2 separate regions of the Pan troglodytes genome follow, and region 2 is linked to region 1. The links are chromatin contacts, called in public Hi-C maps. All regions are on one chromosome and are shown on one strand. The core of a region is the stretch at or near the end of the contact, and the rest is flanking DNA. Distances in the headings are between cores, read along the strand shown. Region 1 holds the start of TTPAL (alpha tocopherol transfer protein like). Region 2 overlaps PKIG (cAMP-dependent protein kinase inhibitor gamma).

Region 1 (4,111 bases), core at 918-3,417:
TCCTCCTGCCTTAGCCTCCCAGGTAGCTGGGACTATAGGCACACACCACGCCTGGCTACTTTTTAAATTTTTTCTTGGGCTGTGTGTGGTGGCTCACGCCTGTAATCCCAACACTTTGGTAGGCTGAAGTGGATGGATCACCTGAGGTCAGGAGTTCGAGACCAGCCTGGCCAAAATGGTGAAACCCTGTCTCTACTAAAAATACAAAAATTAGCCAGGCATGGTGGTGCGGGCCTGTAGTGCCAGCTACTTGGGAGGTTGAAGCAGGATAATCGCTTGAAACCAGGAAGCGGAGGTTGCAGTGAGCCAAGATCATGTCACTGCACTCCAGCTTGGGCGACAGGGCGAGACTCTATCTCAGATAAATAAATAAATAAATAAATAAATAAATAAATAAATAAAAATATATTTTAAAAGGACCAATCTGCTGTCTTGAGAATGGACTCTAAGGGAGTGAGGACTGAAGCAGACCATTTAGAGGCTATTGCAATAATCCAGCTGAGAGATGCTGGTGGCCTGGAGTAGGTAGCCTTCACTGACCCCCAGCCAGGTTAGGTGCCTCCCCCGCACTTCTCCCACCCTGTTGCAATTGTCTGTTGGCAATTTGTGAGCAACATCCAAGTTTGTCTTGTTCATCACCTGAAACCCAGCGCCTAACATGGTGTTAGACACATAATCTGCACTCCATAAATATTTGTTGAATGACTTTAGTCTGGTTGGCACAGGTATGCTAAGTGAGGAATGGAACAACTATGGCTTTGTTTCTATGGAAGTAACCAAGAGATGCCTGCAATCCCATCAAACATCAGTGTTCACAAGGTACAAGCCTCACCTCAAAGCCCCTCTCCAGCCTCATTTTCCATCGCACCCCACCTTGATGCACATTAAATGCCAGTCAAAACAAACTAATAACCCATCATCCTTGGAATAACTCGTGCACTTCTGATACACTCTGCCTGGAATTTCCTCTTCTAATTTGTTCCTAACTTGACAGCTCAGGCTCAGCTGCCATGTCACCACCTCAGTGAATCCTTCCCAAACTCCCTGAGGGTGATTCCCTCCAGTTTTCCACAGAACTGGGTTCCTATTTCTTTTTTAGAAATTACAGTCCAATGCTATGGGCATTTATCTAGAGTCAGTTTCACCACGCACTCATTTATCAAATAATTACCGATCACCTACCATATATGTCAGGCACTGTGCTCACAGGCACTGGGAACACAGACGCAAACAATACAATTCCTTGCCTAATAAAGCTTACATTATAGTGGAATGAAGAGAATGCATACTTGAGCACTTTACCATGTATCAAGCATTGCTAAGCCCTTTACCCATTTCCTCATTTAATCTTCACGTTATTTGGTGAGAGCGCTATTACTGTTGCCATTTTACAAAGGAGGACAAAAAGGACTGTCCCCTAGAATCTAAGTTCCACCAGGACAGAGGGCTTGTCTGCCATGTCCACTGCCACCCCCAGTGCCGGGCACATGGCAGTGGTCTGTACACATCAGCGGAGGATATAGGTTAAGCGATTCGCCCAAGGGGGCACACCCGGTGAGGCAGAGCAAGGATGCGTCTAGCCCCACCCTGGGCTTCTAATCTGTACCCTCCACCTGGAGCTTCATGTTGACTCTCCAGGGACTCAGCAGTGCCGAGCGCTCAGCAGGACTCAGTCACAGGCTGGTGAATGAGCTGACAGGCGGACATATGAGTGAGATGCAGACACCATTGGTAACGGTGAAGCCAAAGATCTCCCCCACCTGGAGCCCATCCTTTCTGGAGCATCACTTTCCTTTCCACCCCTTCCTCTCAACAAGGAGAGGTCAGGAAGCCATCTCTCCTAGAGCCCCCGAGACCCCATATCCCGTGGACAACCTTCCGAGGCCCCCACTTCCGGCTGTCACCCCCTCCCCAGGTGTCCCCATTTCCTGGGGTCTCTCGCTCCTCTGGTCCCCACTTCCGGTTATCCTTCCCTCTCAGGGGTCCCTCTCCTCAGCTCCCAGGGCACACGGATGGGCTCGCGGGCACTCACCGGCCCGACTACGGGCGGAGCGCGGGTCAATCGGCGGCGGGAGCCTCGTCCGGCAGCGCACGCAGAACCGACCCGCACTCCCTGCCCGGCCTGCCCGGCCCCTCGCGCCGGAAGTGACGATCCAGGGCGTGGGAGGCGGGGCTCCGCCTAGGAGCGCGCATGTGCGACGCCTCCCCGCGGCGTTGGTGTTCAGTCCCCACCTGGCTGCCGGAGCTCCGAGCTGCGGACCTGGAGTAGCTGGGAGGAGCTGGGGCACCAGCCGCTTGTCAAACCCGGCTTATAGATGGGGAAACTGAGGCTCAGAGAAGGAAGGAAAGAAGCTGCCATTTTCCAAGAACATGCTAACATGTACCTGTTGTTTAACATCCATGATCTTATTAACTCCTCATATTTATGCAATTCCCCTATTTCAGGAAAGGGAAACTGGCAATCAAGGCAGTAAAGGGCTTCAAACCCGGACCTCAGGATTAGCATTCTAGACTTCCCCCCACTATGGCTGCTATCAGGACTAGCTGCTCCAAAAGGGGAGACTCCAAACCAGGGGACATCTGTCTGTCATTAACTGAGTGACCTGGAGCAAGTCCCCATTCCTTCTTGTGCTTCCGTTTCCTTACCTGAAACCTGATTCTTGCTCTGGAGCCTGATTCAATAATTACTTTTTTCCTGCTTTGGGGTTCATTACGTTCCCTCCAGACAAAGGCTTTACTAACTCCCACCCCAGTCCATTAAGATCCGCCCGCAAGTATTTTGTGCAACTGCAACTTTGAGGCAAATCTCCTAGGTCCCTCTGAGGCAGAGGACCACCTCTGGTGGTCCAGGAGAACTCTGAGCCCAAAGAAACGACCTTAAACAGTCTTTTCGTTTTCCTACCCCAGGGGCAAGAGGAGTCCCAAGAAGATGGGAAGTGACCCATGAGGGCCACAAGAACGTGGCAGTTTCTGCCAGATTGAGGGGCAGGGGGCAGCAGTATGGAGGGGACCTGGGAATCATGAGTTTTGACTCCTGCTCTCAGTTTCATCACTTCTAAGATTGACAGACAAAATATATAACATTCACTACAGTTTGAATTTCAGATAAACATTTAAGCATGTTCCTTTCCAAACACACACACACATACACACAGATAAGTGTGTCTTATGCAACATTTGGGACACATTTATACTTTAAAAATTGTTGTTTATAGGAAATTCAAATATGACTACTGGGCATCCTGGATTTTGTTTTGTTTGCTAAATCTATGTATTATTTTCCTGTTACTGTTACAAGGAATTACTGCAAACTTCATGGATTGAAACAACACAGATATATTCTCTTGCAGTTCTCTAGGTCAAAAGTCTAAAATCAAGGTGTTGGCAAGGCTGCATTCTTTTGGGGATTTCGAGGAAGCATCAGTTCCTTTCCTTTTACAGTTTGTAGAGGCCACCTGCATTCCTTAGCTTATGGCCCCTTCTTCAAATCACCTCAACCTCTGGCTTCTGTTGTCACATCTACTACTGACTGATCCTGCTTCCCTCTTCTTATAAGGACTCTTGGGATTACATTGGGCTCAGCCAGATAATCCAGAATAATCTTACCATCTCAAGATCCTTACATTAATCACATCTGTGAAATCTTTTAAAACGTAAGGTAAGGCCGGGTGCAGTGGCTCACGCCTGGAATCCCAGCACTTTGGGAGGCTGAAGCAGGTGGATCACTTGAGATCAGGACTATGATGAGACCACCCCAGCCAACATGGTGAAACCCTGTCTCTACTAAAAATACAAAAATTAGTTGGGCGTGGTGGCACACGCCTGTAATCCGAGGCCCCCACTTCCGGCTGTCACACCCAACTATGTGGGAGCCTGAGGCAGGAGAATCACTTGAACCCAGGAGGCAGAGGTTGCAGTGAGCCGAGATCATGCCACTGCCCTCCAGCCTGGGCGACAGAGCGAGACTCTGTCTCAAAAAGAAAACCCCCCAAAACAGCCGGATGTGGTGGCTCATGCCTATAATCTCAGCACTTTGAGAAGCCAAGGCAGGTGGATCACCTGAGTTCAGGAGTTCGAGACCAGCCTGGCCAACCTGGTGAAACCCTGTCTC
Region 2 (3,807 bases), core at 110-2,609, 140 kb before region 1:
CTGAGATCACGCCACTGCACTCCACCCTGGGCAACACAGAGCGAGACTTCGTCTCAAAAAAAAAAAAAAAAAAAAAAAGGGCATTCTATATTACAAAATAACTAGAGAAGCTTTTGAATATTCTCATCACAAAGAAAGAAATGCATGAGATGATGGATATGCTAACTGCCCTGATCTGATTATTATACAACATATATGTATCAAAACATCAAGTTGCACCCCACAAATATATACAATGACATGTCAGTAAAAAAAAAAATAATAAAGAAATGTGCCAGATGGGCCTGTACTGACATAGGACAATGTCTGAGATCAACTGGCAACTGAAAAACAGAGGATGCAAAACAACACCTCAAATAAAACCCAGTTCCTGTGGGGAAAGATAGCAGACATATGAAAAAAAAATCTGAAAAAACATCTATCAACCCTGTCAACTGTGGTTCTTTGTGATTAAGGGGAACTTTCGTTTTCTAAGTCTATATTTTTTCAATGGTTGAAGTTTTTATAAACCCAAATTATTGTGCAATGCTTTTAGAAGGTAGCTGACATTGGCAGAAGTGCCCAGAAGGCACCCAGGGTGGGGTTGAGCCAGTAAGTGCTGCAGGTGTGTGTGTGTGTGTGTGTGTGTGTGTGTGTGAGAGAGAGAGAGAGAGAGAGAGGAGGGAGAGAGAGAGAGAGAAGAGAGAGAGAGAAAGAGAGAGAGAGACAGAGAAAGAGAGAGACAGAGAAGAGGATCAGTATGGAGGGCAAGGCCCACATCCCCCCACAACACCTAGCTCAGAAGAAACACCTAAAGAATGAATTAGGGGCCCTCAAAGATCAGACAGGTGAGACAGGGAGGTGTCCTATGGTAGAAAGAGCAAAGAATGAGACACGTGACCTTAAACCCAAGCTCTGCCACCTAACCCTGGGCAAGACCCTGCCTTTCTTGGGGCCTTCATTTCCCCTGTGTAAAATAGAGGAGGGCCAGGACACTGTCCACGGCAATTCCCCCCGGCTACAGCAGATGGCGCACCCTACCTATCTTCCTAGCAGCCTTGCGCGCTGCCCTAGTCACGCTCTGGCTCCTCCTTGGCTAAAAGAATTCCCGGAAGTTCCAGAGGTGGCTCCTTCTACAGGTCACGGAGGTTCACTCCTGCCCTCTGCCTCTGGGGAAACCGCTCAATGCTTCAGGACAGGAAAATGGCTTATGATAATAACAGTAATAACAGAGGATAAAAATGATGCTGACAATTCCTACGATAAGGAAAGGTACCATGGCCCAGGTGCCTGTGTTTTCACACACATCACGCACTCAGTGGCCACAGCTGCCCTCTGAGGTGAGTGAGGCCGGTTTACAGCCACGGCTCAGAAGGGCCTCAGCCCCACCTGAAACCCGCTGCTCTGGAAAATGACAAACCCCGAGCAGGCCACACTGGCTCCCGGAGCCTCTGAGTCCTCGGCTCTTCCTCAGTTAGAATGTCAGCTCCACGGGAACAGGAATTTGGTCTGGATTTTTCCCATGTCCAGCTGAAACCTAATCCTGGCAGCTGAGCCAACAGGTTCTGGCCGCTGCATTCCCTGATTCTCATCCAGCACCTGGTAAAGAGCAGGCGCTCCATGCACACTCGCTGGATTTCACCCTCGGGCCTCTGAAGGAGAGGGAGTTTGTGTCTATCCCTCTTCTCCCCTGCTGCCCGCCTGTCCTCTGTGGGGAGGAGCAGCAGTTCCTTCTTGGGACTGTTGAGAAGGGCCTCCGTGCACCGTGGAGTGCTGTGCAGGTGTTCCTGTCCTAGGACCTGACACCATGGGGTGGAATTACAGGCTCCATCTGAAAGGCCAGCTTCATGCTGGAACGTCTCCTGGGGCTTTGATCTCACAATGCCATCTGATGTTACAAGCTGCCCAGTGCAGGCCACTGGCCCTCGGGACACAGAGACAGCAAATGCCACACTCAAAGACCAATCCTAGAAAACATCAACTGGGCCAACATGCTCTGGCTACCATATCCCCTCAGGGAACAGCAACTCCAAAGACGGCTCTGGGGAGCTCTCCAATCGAAAGCAGAAACACATCGTTTCATTTTTCTCCCATATTTATATTCGTCACTCACCCTCTCCTCTTTACAGTCAACAGCAAATGGGGAAATAAAGAATCCTCAGAGTTGGAAATCCTGTCAGAAAATGGTCATTCTCAAACCCTGTTAATGAGAGTGTAAACTTCCAAGACCTCCTTGGGCAGTGACTTGACAGTGTGTATCCAGAAACCTCAACTTTTTCCATATCTTTTAGCTACTAAATCAGTTTATAATAATCTATTCTAAGAAAATAATCCAAGATCTACATGAAGATAAAATGTACAAAGATGTTCATCATAGTATTATTATTATTTTTTTTTTTTGAGACAGGGTCTTGCTGTGTCACACAGGCTGGAGTGCAGTGGTACAATCATGGCTCACTGTAGCCTCAACTTCCTGGGCTCAAGCAATCCTGTTGCCTCAGCCTCCTGAGTAGCTGGGACTATTCCATGTCTGGCTCATTTTTTTTCAGGGATGGGAATCTCATTATGTTAACCAAGGTGGTCTCAAACTCGTGGTCTCAAACTCCTGGGCTCAAGTTATCCTCCTGCCTCGGACTTCCAAAGTGTTGGGATTACAGGCCTAAGCCACTGCGCCTGGCCCACAGTATTATTTATAATAGCAGGAAACTAAAGACACCAAAATGAGTTCCTAAATGGATGTGTCACATGTCCGAAACGGACAATGGAGAATTATTAATATATACATACTTAACTAATTTCTATCTAAATGAAATACCATTCAGGCATTAAAATGATGTTTGTGAATATTTTTTAAAGACATGGCAAAATGTTCACATATAGTTAAATGAAAAAGAATACCAGTGATATAATTACATACATTAATATTTTTATAAGTGATTTTAAAATGTTATATTTCCTTTTTATAGTGAACACATTCACTTCATCTTAAAATTACTTAATTTTAGATTATGTGTGCATGTAGTCTAAAACTCAAAAGGTCCAAAAGGACAGAGATAAAGAGCTTAGTCTCCTTCCCATCCGATCCAGACACCCTCCCCAAGGCAAGCACGTTTTGGTGTCCTTCCAGACAAAATTTATGCAATATATATGTTCCCCCTTTTTCTCCTTCCCTTCCTTTTTCCTTTATTTAAAACAAAATTTTGGCCGGGCATGGTGGCTCACGCCTGTAATCCCAGAACTTTGGGAGGCCGAGGGGGCGGGTGGATCACGAGGTCAAGAGATCGAGACCATCCTGGCCAACGTGGCGAAACCCCGTCTCTACTAAAAATGCAAAAAATTAGCTGGGCGTGGTAGTGGGCGCCTGTAGTCCCAGCTACTCGGGAGGCTGAGGCAGGAGAATGGCGTGAACCCAGGAGGTGGAGCTTGCAGTGAGCCGAGATCGTGCCACTGCACTCCAGCCTGGGTGACAGAGCGAGACTCCGTCTCAAAAAAAAAAAAAAAAAATTTATTTTCCATCTTGCCTTTTTTTCATTTAAAAATGTGTCTTGGCTTTGGGAGGCTGAGGTGGGTGGATCACTTGAGGTCAGGAGTTCAAGACTAGCCTGGCCAACATGGTGAAACCCCATCTCTACTAAAAATACAAAAATTAGCTGGGTGTGGTGGTGCGTGCCTGTAGTCCCAGCTACTCAGGAGGCTGAGGCAGGAGAATTGCTCAAACCCGAGAGGCAGAGGCTGCAGTGAGCCGGGATTGCGCCACTGCACTCCAGCCTGGGTGACAAAGTGAGACTCTATTTCAAAAAAAATATATATATATATACACACACATAC

Evidence for each region. A called contact is a pair of places that touch in the nucleus more often than the background predicts.
Region 2: a Hi-C map of stem cell-derived neural progenitor cells shows a contact between it and region 1, with 4 times the contacts expected there. The contact joins the enhancer-like site here to the promoter of TTPAL in region 1. A contact is called at or near these places in 1 of 7 Hi-C or Micro-C datasets (stem cell-derived neural progenitor cells) and 1 of 1 datasets of contacts at active chromatin or transcription factors (stem cell-derived excitatory neurons).

The regions. Positions count from the first base shown.
Region 1 is chr21:50,726,583-50,730,693 of NHGRI_mPanTro3-v2.0_pri, reverse strand. It overlaps TTPAL (alpha tocopherol transfer protein like), which reads right to left and starts at 2,167. Exons shown (of 5, transcript XM_001152483.7): 1 at 2,033-2,167.
Region 2 is chr21:50,861,228-50,865,034 of NHGRI_mPanTro3-v2.0_pri, reverse strand. The region is part of intron 2 of PKIG (cAMP-dependent protein kinase inhibitor gamma); the gene reads right to left. Among named protein-coding and RNA genes, the nearest start is that of ADA, 43 kb to the left of the region's middle. Within about 2 kb of position 1,359, at least 11 of the 24 cell types and tissues checked have an H3K27ac peak or open chromatin away from gene starts, as enhancers often do. A contact at or near this core is called in stem cell-derived neural progenitor cells, where this site is marked.